Linked DNA regions of Mus musculus: all the other regions are linked to region 4. The links are chromatin contacts, called in public HiChIP or PLAC-seq and promoter capture Hi-C maps. All regions are on one chromosome and are shown on one strand. Each heading gives the region's core, a stretch centred on a gene start, on an enhancer-like site or on the middle of the called end of the contact. The rest is flanking DNA. Distances are from core to core; before and after follow the strand shown.

Region 1 (3,275 bases), core at 380-2,879, 380 kb before region 4:
TAGGGGCACCAGCCTCACCTGCTCTGAAGCTGGGTCCTGATGGGCAGCACCAATCTGGATATACAGCTTTGTTTATAGTCACAAATGGCATGAAACCAACACAGATAAGCCATCCAGAGTAGCTGAAAATATTTTTTTTCTTAGTATCCTGGCATAGATTCTCTCCTTGCTTCACTCATGAAGATTCATGTAACTCAGTCCACATGAAAGCCGATTTAGACTCCTAATTGGACAATGTAAGTGTCCAAAATGGAGTCAGCCTCAAGAATGTAACAAATTAGCCGGATGTGGTAGCGCACACCTTTAATCCTAGCACTTGGGAGGCAGAGGCAAGCGGATCTCTGAGTTTGAGGCCAGCCTGGTCTACAGAGTGATTTCCAGGACAGCCAGGGCTAAAAGAGAAATCCTGTCTTGAAAAACCAACAAAACAAAACAAAGAATGTAACAAATTAATGTAATAAATGTAAATAATATGTAAAATGTAATAAAACCATGTTCTAAGTCACATATGGGATTCTGGGTCAGCTCTTACCCTTGGCAACATGTACCTGTGGAGTTTTTATTTAAGTGAAAAATAAATTTATTTTAAAAATAAGTCTCAATTTGGCCTTTCATTTACTTACTGTAGCTAAAACTTTCTAGGTAATACAGACTCCAGTGCTGATGCTAAATTCTGTCTTTCTTCAACCAACTGTCATGGTGGGCCTATGCTTCTCTGAATATTGTTATAACTTGTATGAAGAGTATCTACTTGGGAACCTTAGTGTGATAACATAATTTCTTCAACATCCCTCTAGTAGCTGAGGGAAAGAGTTGGTCCCACCATAGTATGTTTGTCCTCATTCTTAAGATGGTGCAGAGTGGCAAGCACAGGCAAGAGACACAAATGTTTTCACAGTCAAAGAGATCCATCCACATCCTTGAACAACCTCTGCTTGTTTTCTTTCCCCATCCAGTCATTAGCGCTGTCTTTAAGACAGTGGTAGCGATCTATACTTGTGACCGCTGTTCACTCCAGGTAGTGAGTATTACTGCTTCAAGTTGCAGCCTATAAGAGAACTTTCCCTTCACTCATCCTTTGGGACTATGGTGCTACAGCCTTGGATTCAATCAGCATATCTTTTGTGGGCCAATATGCTAGGTTCATTTTTAAATTTTCCAATCAACTGTTCAGCTGTGCCCTCCCCCCAACCTTGAGCAGGCTGGCTCAGACCTTGTTTGCTACAGTTGCTAGCTCACCTATGGTGGAGTCTTCCAACCTAGGTAAAGTCTATTGTCTGCCACACCTGCAGCTTCCTGCAAAAAGCTACCTGCTGAGCAGCTGAGCTTGTTTTCCTGACTGATCCTGACAAAGACCAGGACCACGTGGGGGATGGGTTCCCCCCTCCTTTATAAGCTCAGACTCATAAGTAAACATTAGGCCTTGATCAGAGAACTTTGTCTTGGCTCCCATCTTTCCTTTCAGGAACCCAGTAACCTGTGGTCACTGGTGGCTACATTCAGCAACACAACATGAGTTTGTCTTGAAGCAATTTGAGCTCAGGAATCTTGTTTGTAACTCTGGACTTCCATGCTGTGTTTCTTAAATCTTTCACAATCTCCTTCCTACACACAGCCTAAGAGACACTGAGGTCATGGTGACAGATTCAGGCCACATGGATCACATGATGTTTCTACCAGAGCTCACTACAGTAAGCCAGAAGCTATCTTTAAAAAACAAACAAACCAGCCATCTTCAGTAAAAAGCATAGTTTTCTTTCAAATACAACAAGTCCAGTCTCTCAATGGCCTCTACAGCCCCATGCTTCATCTGGCCATATATGGAAGAAGACAGGGAGGAAAACAAAAACAAAAACAAACAAACAAACAAAAAACACTAGCAAGACCAAAGCCTCTTATCAGAAAAAAAAACAAGCGCTTCCTAGAAGTTTCCAGGAAAGAATGCATGCCTCGACTGCTGCTTTTTGGATGAGCAAACCTGGTACTTGCTAAAATTGTCACTGAATATATTTCTGTTTGCTATAGTTATTGGGTCTGCTGAATCAAAAGTACCATATGATAATGTTATTTCTGCTGCTGCCTGAATTTGCTTCAGAGCCTTTGGGGCTGGTTCTCCTTCAAAACTAATAGCCATAGAGGTAACTATACATGGGTTAAAGAATCACATTCAGATGTTATAAACTGCCCCTAAAACTCAAGAATGGCTAGAAGTGGTGTGTTGTTATTGGGGTTTATTTTTTTTTTTAGAGTTGTTTATTTGGGGGGTTGTTTTTTGTTTGTTTGTTTGTTGAGACAGGGTTTTTCTGTGTAGCCTTGACTGTCCTAGAACTCAATTGGTAGATCATGCTGGCCTTGAGCTCACAGAGATCTGCCTGCCTCTGCCTCTGTCTCTTTAGTGCTGGGATTAAAGGCTTAAGTTACTATGCCCAGCCTGTCTGTGATGTTGTTGATTTTTTTTAATGATTGCAAAAATGTCTTTCCAACAACCTGTCTTTCCCTCTTAAAGAATACATACCAACATACTTCAAGTTATAACCTCTCAGAAATTTTAGTCAAGTTGTGGGCCCCTGAATTTTTGTGGATATTAGTTCTCTCTTTCACTCTAGTTCACAAAAATCTGTAATATATATATATGCTCTGCCATCGTCTGTTGGGTGTTGGCATTTGTTTGTTCCTAGGAGCTCTATACAGATGAGGGGATGAGTGACTAGGCTGAGGAAGGCGTTCCAAATCAATTATCCCGGAGTGGAAGGACAAGGAATAAGGAGACCCAGGTATTTAGTGTTGCTGCTGAGTTTCTGATCATGGTTTATTTCAGGATACCAATGTGATATTTGTGAATGTGAAGCAGTGGGAGGAGAGATGCCAGCTGCTGTACCACATTACTGGTTGTTATAAAACTTAAACTGTAGGGCTGGAAAGATGGCTCAGTGGTTAAGAGCGCTGGTTGCTTTTCCAGAGGTCCTGAGATCAATTCCTAGAAACCACATGGTAGCTCACTACCATTTATAATGGGATCTAATACTCTCTTCTGGCATGCAGGTGTACATGCAGATAGAGCACTCATGAACATAAAATAAATAAATAAATAAATCTTTAAAAAACAAAACAAATCTTGAAGGAAAATGAGATTTTGTAACTTGTGATTCATGTAAAAGAGTTGTCTATGAGCCCATATGCCAGGGCAGGGCTCTTAACTGTAAAGATGAAAAGGAATGCAAGGACGCAGGCAGGGCTATCTTGTCTGACTCGACACCATCTGGCCGGAACCTCCC
Region 2 (3,053 bases), core at 399-2,898, 440 kb after region 4:
CAGAGGCATTCTGTTCTGTTTTGTCTAATTGTTTTGTGACAGCGTCTTGCTATGCAACTCAAGCAGGCCTTGAACACCCCATCTGCCTGTCTCAGCCTCCTGAGTGCTAGGATTATGACCATGCACCATTATACGATGAAATTTAAAAGTGACAGTTTTTTCTAACCGGGCTAGCTCCCAAATAATCGAGTCGGAAACCTACTGATTTATTCAACACGTTTTAAGAACAATAACTGAGCAGATATTCCTAACCCTCTACGCTCTCTAGCTACTTGCCAGCCTCTCGCTCTGAGTAACTTGTGTTTAGTCTCTCCTTGGCTCACTCCGCTGTAGCTGTCTGTGCTCATGGAGAACTCCCTTGATGGCTCCTTCTCATGCCTGACCTCACGGCCAATCTTCTTCCCTTTTTTTCCATCTCATGGTCCTGCTTTTTGACCTCCACCTGCCTCATGGCCAAATCCTTCTCCTGGCTCCTCTCCCTCACCGGGATCAGAAGTTCAGCCTTTCTATCTCCTCTGCCCCGTCACTGGCTGTTCAGCCTTCTTATTAATCAATCAGTGATAATTGGGGAACTTTCTTTACATCACACTGATACAGGGGAGTCTTCAATATCCATTACAGCGCCTGTGTCTAGACTGTAACTAGATGTCCTGCCCCGGAATCAGCATCTGGATACACAGAGCATAAGACCAACCCACAACATACCACCAGGCTCGGATCAGAGGCACTGTTATTTTAAGAGCTTTACCATGTAAGGTCGGCCAAAGGTGCAACTCGGCAGCTTCCATGATACAGACACTGCCTGTATGCTTAGTTTGGGTGGCAATAAATACTCAAGTCTTGCTGGGCTTAAGCTCTAATGTCATCTCATAGTGTAAGTACCCAGAATCTCTTAGTGTTTTTGTCATTCAATAAGAATTTACTTATGTCATCTATACATAATATAATCTCTACATAAGCATACACAAACACACACACACACTTTGGTCCTTCATGTTTTTTCTAAGACATTGTTCATATAAGTTGTCAGCTTATAGGCCATGGCACTAGAATTCCCCCAGGGACCTAGCAACTGCTTACATCATCACCTGCCACCATACCTCCAGGTACAGGTGATGCACCAAGTGGTTTATAAAAAGCACTGCTTGCTACCCCTGCTCTTTGTCCCTCTGTCTTTCTGACTCTCTCTTTTTCTTTCTCTGTCTCTTTGTTCCCATCTGTTCCTAGTTGTTCTCTCTCTCTCTCTCTCTCTCTCTCTCTCTCTCTCTCTCTCTCTCTCTCTCTCTCTCTCTCTCTCTCTCCGTGTGTGTGTGTGTGTGTGTGTGTGTGTGTGTGTCCTCCTCTGTCCCCTCTTCTCTGCCCTCCTGGCTCTGCTCCTGTCTGTCTGCCTCTGCTCCTGTCTGTCTGCCTCTGCCCCTTCTTCAGGTCCTCATGCCCTTCCCTCCCCCAGAGAAACTTCCTTATACCAGGTTTGTCTTCACATCCTTTGCTTTGGGGTTTTGTTTTGCTGTTGGGAATCGAGCCACCACTCCACCTATCTGTATTTGTTTAATGAGTGTCAAGTAGTAAAAAGACTAGAGCGTGGCAGTATCCAGGTGCAGTGTCCCAGCTCTCTAACACCCAGCCTGTCACATGATGCTTTCTTGGAAGCTTTTGAGCATCCCAAATGGTCAAGGAGTCTCAGTGGTAGGAAGTCTCTCAAACGCAGTATGAGCAATGTTTAACTTTCCAGTCTCCAAATGAGCAGATAGCTGAAGGGTGTGTTCAGCTGTTGACTTGTGTGTCTGGGGAAACAGCCTGGGGCAGAGAACTTCAGTTGTGAATCTTGTCCTCCAACAGTCCCAGAAGGCCCTTCAGCACTGTGCCAGTCCTAGGGTATCCATTAGACTGCTCTTCTCTTCCTTTTGATAAGAACTTTCACTAGGGCAGTGTGGTTCTCAACCTGTGGGTTGTGACGCCTTTGAGAGGTGAATGGTCTCTTCATGGGGTCACCTAAGACTATCAGAAAACACAGATATTTACATTATGATTCATATAACAGTAGCAAATTACAGTTATAAAGTAGCAATGAAAATCACTTTATGGTTGAAGGTCATGGCACCATGAAGAACTGTATTAAAGTGTCTCAGCTCGAGGAAGGCTAAGAACCACAGCTCTAGGGCAAGACAAACACCACACCCCCGTACCCCACCACACCTTCTCAGATAACTCACATCAAGTCCCCAAGGACCTCACAGCTGTCTCTTGGCCTGTACTAGGACTGGCTTCACACAGCACAGCAGTGCGTGTCACAGATGGTGAGAAATCAGTTGTGTACAAAAGCCAGAGTTTGGGATCTGGGTGTGAGCATCTCACAGATTGTAGAACTGCAGAGAGCTGGGGCAGCTCAGTGACAGACCACATGCTCAGAATGCCTGCGGTACTGTGTTCAGTTCCGAGCTCGGACAGTAACTGTGCCCACTGAGCCATGTCCCTAGCCCAAATCATTCATTCCTGAGGTCAAAAGCATTCTCTTCCCAGATCTGAGAGATGAACCTAAAGCTTCCTGCTTACTGGACAGACATCTCACCACTGAGCTAAATTTCCCCAGCCCAGGCCAAACAATTTCTGCCATGTCTTTCTCTTGGAAACATACCAGCAGGATGCTTACAAGTTTGGGAGTGTGCTCTCTGCCCACTAGCTCTTCCCTTGGTAAGGTTAGTTAACGTTTGGTAGACCAATATCACATGGTTGTTCAATGTAAATTGAGGGCTTCACCACAAGTGTCAATGAGACACATTTAACACCATTCTTCATGAGTGAGCCACTTGGCATCTCATTCACAACTTCCAATGTGTGAGGTATGTATGAAACACAGAAGCAGACAGTGTGGCTAGTGCCCACCATTTCTCCTCGTCAGTGGTTAAGGGTTCCGTACCCAACAGGGGGCAATTGGTACCTTCAAGGGCCCCAGTCACTGCTACGGATCTATGATGTGGCTAACCTCCCTGCAGGAGGGGCCCTTCCTTCCCTTTCAGGTCCCCACCTCCCAGGAGTAAGGAGAGTGAACTATT
Region 3 (3,212 bases), core at 568-3,067, 440 kb before region 4:
ACTCAGCAGGCATTCGATAAGCACTACTCTTCGTGGGGAAGGGGGATGGAGGAAGGATTGTGGGAGGGGGTGGGTGACCAGGAGGGAGGCAGTGAGTGGGATGTAAAGTGAATAAATAAAAATAAATGAATAAAAAAATTTAAAAAGAAAATATAGTAATAAAAGTATCAAGAGAAGACCAACAGAGTCAATTAACCTCGACCCTTGTGGGCTCTCAGAGGCTGGAGCACCAACGAAAAAGCATACATGGACTGGACCTAGACCCTCTGCACATAACCAAGCAGATGTGCAGCTTGGTCTTCATACAGATCTCCCAACAGCTGGAGCAGGAGGCTGTCCTTGATTCCACTGCCTGCCTGTGAATCCTGTTCCCTTAACTGGGCTGCCTTGTCTGGCCTCAGTGGGAGAAGATGTGCTCAGTCCTGCAGTGTCTTGATGTGCCAGGGTGGGCTGGTATGGGGGTGGGTGGTCCCCCTTCTCTGAGAAAGGGAGGGATTGTGTGAGGGGTGGACTGGGAGAGGGGGCTGCAATCGAAATGTAAAGTGAATAGAAAAAACAAGCAAACAAAACAAAACAAAACAAAAAAACAAAACCAAGCCACTGCTGGCCTCTGAAGGGCTTGCTTCTTCCTTCCCCAGCAGGTAGGCCTTTCTTTTCTGCTGCTGTATTGTCTTACTAAGATATCATAATGCTCTGCAATTACTTATTTTCTTTGAGATTGACCCCTTCAATGTAGACTGTGTACAGACTATATGAACTGTAGTAAGAACTCCCTTTGGAGATTCTTATCAGAATTTGATGTAAATTAATTTCAAGTAAGTGCATGTAAGACATACTGTTTAGAAACCAGCAGGTCAACAGATATTATTGTTACAATTATTAATAAAGCCTTGTACAGGACTTTTTCTTGAGAATCTCTGTAGGTGGTAGGTATGCTATTCAAACAGAGAATGCAAGAGATGACCCTGAGGCTTGAAGCAAAAGAACAAGTTCATTCCAGACACTGCCATAAGTGCTCATGAAGAAAACCAAGCATAAAGCTGCTACTGCCCTTGGCTTAAAAATTATAGACAAGACAGACACACACACACAGGGGTGGGGGACACAAGGGCATGTACACATGTGTGAGCACCTGCTTGCTAGGACTCAACACAGGTTGAGGAAATCAGAAAATATCTATTCAATAAACAAGTTATCTATCCACTCACAATCCCTAGACACTGGCAAAGACACTCACCATGCTTCAAGGTCCCTGCCATCAAATACTTTAGTACTTTAACTCTGAATTAACTACTCAAGCTACTCGCCAAAGGCATCCTGATTACCTTATTGTTTATACCCGTGACAGAACATTACCCAGTCTGTTTCCATCAAAGAGAAGGGTCACACTGACTACATGGTGAGACTTAATAAGAAGGCATTTGATATCCACAGGCAATTCTGTCTTTTCTACTTCCGCTCTTCTCTCTTTTCAGCAACTTCTCATTATCACCATCCTTACTCCCTTCAAGATCTACTCTGACAATGTCACTTGAGAAACTCTATGTGTACATTTTTTACAAGAGGCCATGAACGCCAAAAGTGACATTTCAAAAATGGTCAGAATCATGCTGTGTGTAGATTAGCCTAGGCTTGAATTACAGGAAATCGCTCGTGTCTCTGACTAGTCAGGCTCTGTGATGTGAGGGACACTGAAAATATCACTATGGAAACCAGGTTGTAGCAGGAGGTAGGGCCAGTGACTCAGCAGGTGCCACTTCTCTACATAGCAGTAGCATCGAATGCTCTGACAAGACACCAGGCAAACATACCAAGGTTTCAGTTGTTACATAACAAACGAACTGACAGGTGATTCTGCTACTGCACAGCTGGCTCTTAGATCAGTGCAAGTAGTAAGAAAAACAGAGAACGCCAAGTCAAGCAGGGCAAAAGAAAGAAAAACACACAACTGCAGTGTTTACTATTAAACCAGACTCAGGACTTTTATTTACAGAGTTCCCAAATCAAAAGTAGCAAATAATTATATATCAAACTTGGTAGGAAGACAAAACATTATTTCACAACCGCCACTACGTGTTTCTTCCTCTCTGACACAATCGGCACAGATCCAGGCTTGCTATGTTTACGACGATTCATTTCCCTAGAAATAAACAAAATATATAAAATATGAGCAAGTACATAAGAAATTACCTCAGCCAAAAGAAATTAAATCATAAAGCATTTTCTTTCACTAGAACTAAACTTAAAAAAGAATTTTCCAATGAGAATAAAGTAAAAAGTTACATTCAACTTTTGTTATTTAATTGCTTCATATTAATGATCAATGTCTAAGGCTGTACCACCCTGAATGCACCTGATCTTGTCTGACCTTAGAAGCTAAGCAGGTCAAGACTGGCTTATAGGAATACACCTTAGTGCTGCATGCTTTTGAGCCAGGTGTGGTGATACAGGACTTTAATCCCAGGACTCAGGACTCAGAGACAGGATAATCTCTGAGTCAGAGGCCAGTCTGGTCCATACTACCGCCCTGGAGACTGTCTCAAGAAAAACCAAAAACCAACCAACTAAACAAACAAACAAACAAACAAACACCTAAAACCCAGCATCCCTTACTAAGTTTAAAAATACCACAGTTTATTAAGAGACATAAATATGATTAAATCCCAACATGTACCCAAAGAGCATAACAACAGTAACTCATAACAAAACCCAAAAGCTCTAAAAACTTCAACACTGCATTAATCATGGGCTCCCGAGAAGGCGTTCTACAGGAGAAAGGGTGGGGGCTGGGGAAGTTCTGCTTCGTAGCTCTCAGAGGATGAAGAAGAAGAACCACTGGAGCCCAGGAATTCAAAACTAGCTTAGGAATCACAGTGAGTCCCTTACCTCAAGAAACAAGACATTAGATCTCAAATAAAATTAAAGTTTTTAAAAGAAATGATTGTTAAATATGAGTTTTAAAAATTCGTTGCAGTCCAGACTGGCTTTGAACTCGTGGTCCAGAGTACTGGGATTATAGGTAGGTGCTACTATGCCTAGTTTCTTTGAATTCATTTAGAAAATACAGTATGTCATAATAATAGCTATATTACAACTGATTTGCTTTCCCCCCTCCCCCCCCAAGAGCTGAGGACCGAACCCAGCTAGCACTGAGCTAAATCCCCAACCCCTTGTTTTTGTTTTTCGAGACAGGGTTTCTCTGTGTATCTCTG
Region 4 (2,903 bases), core at 52-2,551:
AACTAAAAGAATGTAGGCCAGGATAGATGGCTCAGCAGTTAAGAGCATAGGCTGCTCTTGTAGGGTTTGATTCCCAGTACCCATATCAGGCCACTCATAATTGTCTATAACTGCAGCTCTGAGGGTCCCACACTTTTTTCAGGCCTCTGCCAGTTTAAGAGACATTTCCAAGAGCTGACAAAATGGTAATAGGGTCTCCAAGGATTTATGTACATTTCTAAGAAGGAAAAATTTACAGTTTTGAGTTTTCTAACATAAATGTTCAAAGAAACAGAAAGAAAAGGAGAAGGGAGAGAGGGCGTTTTTCTTCCTGGTGTGGAACTTGAGGCGCCTGTGTGTGTTGCTGCTGTAGATATTCACCACCACACACAACTCTTGTTTTCAGCAAGATCCGAACCTTATTTTTAATTCCAGACTTCAATGGTTTGTTGGGTGGCGGCCGTGGGGCTAGAATCCAGAGCATCAAGCACAATGAGCCTTGCCCCAGCCCACTCCAAATGCTTCTCAATACAGTGCCCATTAAAGAAAACCTCCAGGTTCCAGCTCTCCAGTAGGAGCCCCAGACTTCGGCATAGATGAGGGGTGAAGCGGAAGCCTCCAACCATTGCAGCCATTGGCTCCTGCGGTGCACTCTGGCCACACTTGGCATCTCTATTCCAACACAGCCCTAAGACAAACTCATGTTTATTCATGAGAAGGCGGCTCCTAGGAAGCTACCCTTCCCTTCCTCCCACTGCTAACTGTTGCTAAGGTCACTACAATCCTTCACAAGCCCCAGAGAAGTCCTTAATTGACCCCTTACCTCTGAAGGCACCCGAGGTCAGGAAGGACACAAGACTGCCTTGGTGACAGGCACTGTTTCAGTCACTCATTAGCTCCAAACATCGGCCATGACCCACACTTCTTAGCTAAGCTGATTTTCCTGTTGTTCTGTCTGAAAAGACATCTGTAAATGGCTCTATTTAAGCATTGCAGTTTCTTTCTCTCAAAAATGCTACCAAGCTCCACATGTTTTTAACTGCAATTGGGTGGCTTCCCTTTCTAATTAACTCAAGTGGCCTCTTCCTGATAATGGTGGCTATAATTATGCAGCACTTAACTCCTGGAGGACTGTTTTACAATTGGAGGACAGACGGACAAGGTGACCTTTTCCACCCTTGTTTTTCTGTGCTTGCTTCTGAGGAAGAGGAAGGCATTACTCTCCACATGCAAAATGGTTTGCACGGTTCAGAGGGACAGCCTGTGAGGCGCCCGCCCGCCCCTGTTCCCTTTATTCTCTTCCTGCGGTGCTCAGTAGCTGAGTCAGTGGGGTCAGGGCTATTGCGCACGTCTTTGGTGATGTGAGACACTGTGGGAGGAGGGACATGGTGATACTGTCATTATTGAAAATCACTTCCACCCACCAGCTGAGTCACTGGGACGTCACTACTTAGGATTCTGCATCAGTCTCAAAAATATCCCTCTGCAGAGCTTTCCTCTCTGCGGGGCCTGCCTGCTGCTCCGCTCTGAGGAAAATGCTGGTCTCCACAGAAAGCCCTGCGTCTGCACTGCCACGCCCATACGGTGCTGCCCTGCCCACCAGTGCAACACCAGACCTGTCCTATATGAGTTCTGACGGAGGCCAAGCAAATAACCTGAACTTTGCACGAAGATTCGAGGAGGCTGAAGAAGACCTCATTCATCTAAGAAAAGAAGCCAGGCGTAGAATCTAAGTTCCCTCCCTCTCAGCCTTGCTCTGAACTATAACAGAGGGGTAAAGACCTGGAGTCTGAAATAAGGATCTCTCCCCGAAATCCCATCAGTGGTAACATAGCACTCTGCTGAAATGACTGGGTTGCCTTCACTCAACCGCAGACTTCAGAACAAACTAGAGTGCCCCGCCCCCAGACCTTTTTTCTTGTTTTCAGATCACGAGTAATAATCACTCCCAGCTCCTCCAAGTTCAGACCGAGAGCTTTCCTACAAACGCTTGGCTGCTTTCCAGACCACCACTGAGAGTCCAGAAGGAAAAGTAATTTGCCACATGGTGAGGTGGTAGGGACGGGTGGTTAAGGTCTCAACTTTGGAGCCAGACAGACTGGAGGAAGACTGATAGGCGCGCCATTGGGCGTGGGGGGAGATAGGGCATGGGGAAGAGCTGACTAGGTTCTCAGTTTCCAGCCACCATTATCACCACGGGGCTGTTCTGAGGATTAAATGAGATGATGACCAAAGCACTCAGTGTAGGGTGACATTTACCAAACCCTCTGCAAAGGTCACAGCTGCTACTGTGAATTTAGGATAATTACCCCCCAGTCTCGTGCCTGGCAGTGGCTGACCCTGGTCAGATACTGTGAATGCTGGGTCTGGTCTCACTTTTGAAGACTTTTCTGTAATGGCTTTTGTGCAGGAGAGTCCTGGGTCTGAAGCCACTGAGTTACACTCTCAGGCCTAGGCAGGTTTTTTTTTTTTTCCCCTCCAAAAATAAATTATTTAAGTTTTAATAATTATTTAAATATATGTTAAATTTAAAATATGGTATTCTATTTTTGAGCAGTTTTTAGAATCATGTTGGCATAGCAAATCTTTACTGGAAAAAAAAAATTTTTTTTCTTTTATCGTATGAGTGAATAGAGCCCCCTACTGTTTGGATAGTCTGACCTGTCTGGGTTTTGATTTTTAGTTTGTTGTTGTGGAGTTTGCGCTTGATTCATTCAATTTGCAAACTCTTGAGCCCCTTCTAGAAGGGTCTGTGAGGCTCAGAGAATTGGTTAATACATCTACTAAGCACAGCCCTGAGAACGTGGGGACACCTGCCTCTCCCCTGAGAACTTGGGGACACCTGCCTCTCCCCTGAGAACTTGGGGACACCTGCCTCTCCCCCTGAGAACGTGGGGACACCTGCCTCTCCCCTGAGATCGTGG

The links. HiChIP or PLAC-seq counts read pairs in DNA pulled down with a chosen protein or histone mark. Capture Hi-C pulls out chosen DNA fragments and counts their contacts.
Region 1: an H3K4me3 HiChIP or PLAC-seq map of embryonic stem cells shows a contact between it and region 4, with 16 read pairs. The contact joins two enhancer-like sites. A contact is called at or near these places in 4 of 39 promoter capture datasets (the HPC-7 cell line, frontonasal cranial neural crest, hippocampal neurons and 1 more), 2 of 15 datasets of contacts at CTCF or cohesin (the NIH/3T3 cell line and pro-B cells), 52 of 484 Hi-C or Micro-C datasets (the 4T1 cell line, the AML12 cell line, B cells and 38 more), 12 of 115 datasets of contacts at active chromatin or transcription factors (bone marrow-derived dendritic cells, bone marrow-derived macrophages, craniofacial prominence and 6 more) and 4 of 9 other capture datasets (adipose tissue, embryonic stem cells, liver and 1 more).
Region 2: a FOXA1 HiChIP or PLAC-seq map of pancreatic cancer cells shows a contact between it and region 4. The contact joins two enhancer-like sites. A contact is called at or near these places in 1 of 15 datasets of contacts at CTCF or cohesin (large pre-B cells) and 2 of 115 datasets of contacts at active chromatin or transcription factors (bone marrow-derived macrophages and pancreatic cancer cells).
Region 3: a promoter capture Hi-C map of liver shows a contact between it and region 4. The contact joins two enhancer-like sites. A contact is called at or near these places in 1 of 15 datasets of contacts at CTCF or cohesin (the NIH/3T3 cell line), 4 of 115 datasets of contacts at active chromatin or transcription factors (the NIH/3T3 cell line, bone marrow-derived macrophages, embryonic basal ganglia and 1 more) and 2 of 9 other capture datasets (embryonic stem cells and liver).

Annotation. Positions count from the first base shown.
Region 1 is chr15:39,088,550-39,091,824 of GRCm38.p6, reverse strand. It overlaps a transcript of Slc25a32 not described here. Among named protein-coding and RNA genes, the nearest start is that of Cthrc1, 13 kb to the right of the region's middle. Within about 2 kb of position 1,629, at least 30 of the 459 cell types and tissues checked have an H3K27ac peak or open chromatin away from gene starts, as enhancers often do. A contact at or near this core is called in bone marrow-derived macrophages, embryonic stem cells and stem cell-derived germline stem cell-like cells, where this site is marked.
Region 2 is chr15:38,270,591-38,273,643 of GRCm38.p6, reverse strand. No RefSeq gene overlaps it. Among named protein-coding and RNA genes, the nearest start is that of Gm35248, 27 kb to the left of the region's middle. Within about 2 kb of position 1,648, at least 16 of the 459 cell types and tissues checked have an H3K27ac peak or open chromatin away from gene starts, as enhancers often do. A contact at or near this core is called in pancreatic cancer cells, where this site is marked.
Region 3 is chr15:39,145,601-39,148,812 of GRCm38.p6, reverse strand. Dcaf13 (DDB1 and CUL4 associated factor 13) reads right to left here. Exons shown (of 11, transcript NM_198606.2): 11 at 1,957-2,140. The coding sequence ends at 2,053. Among named protein-coding and RNA genes, the nearest start is that of Dcaf13, 34 kb to the right of the region's middle. Within about 2 kb of position 1,817, at least 7 of the 459 cell types and tissues checked have an H3K27ac peak or open chromatin away from gene starts, as enhancers often do. A contact at or near this core is called in liver, where this site is marked.
Region 4 is chr15:38,708,814-38,711,716 of GRCm38.p6, reverse strand. No RefSeq gene overlaps it. Among named protein-coding and RNA genes, the nearest start is that of Gm45924, 18 kb to the left of the region's middle. Within about 2 kb of position 1,301, at least 264 of the 459 cell types and tissues checked have an H3K27ac peak or open chromatin away from gene starts, as enhancers often do. A contact at or near this core is called in bone marrow-derived macrophages, embryonic stem cells, liver and 2 more, where this site is marked.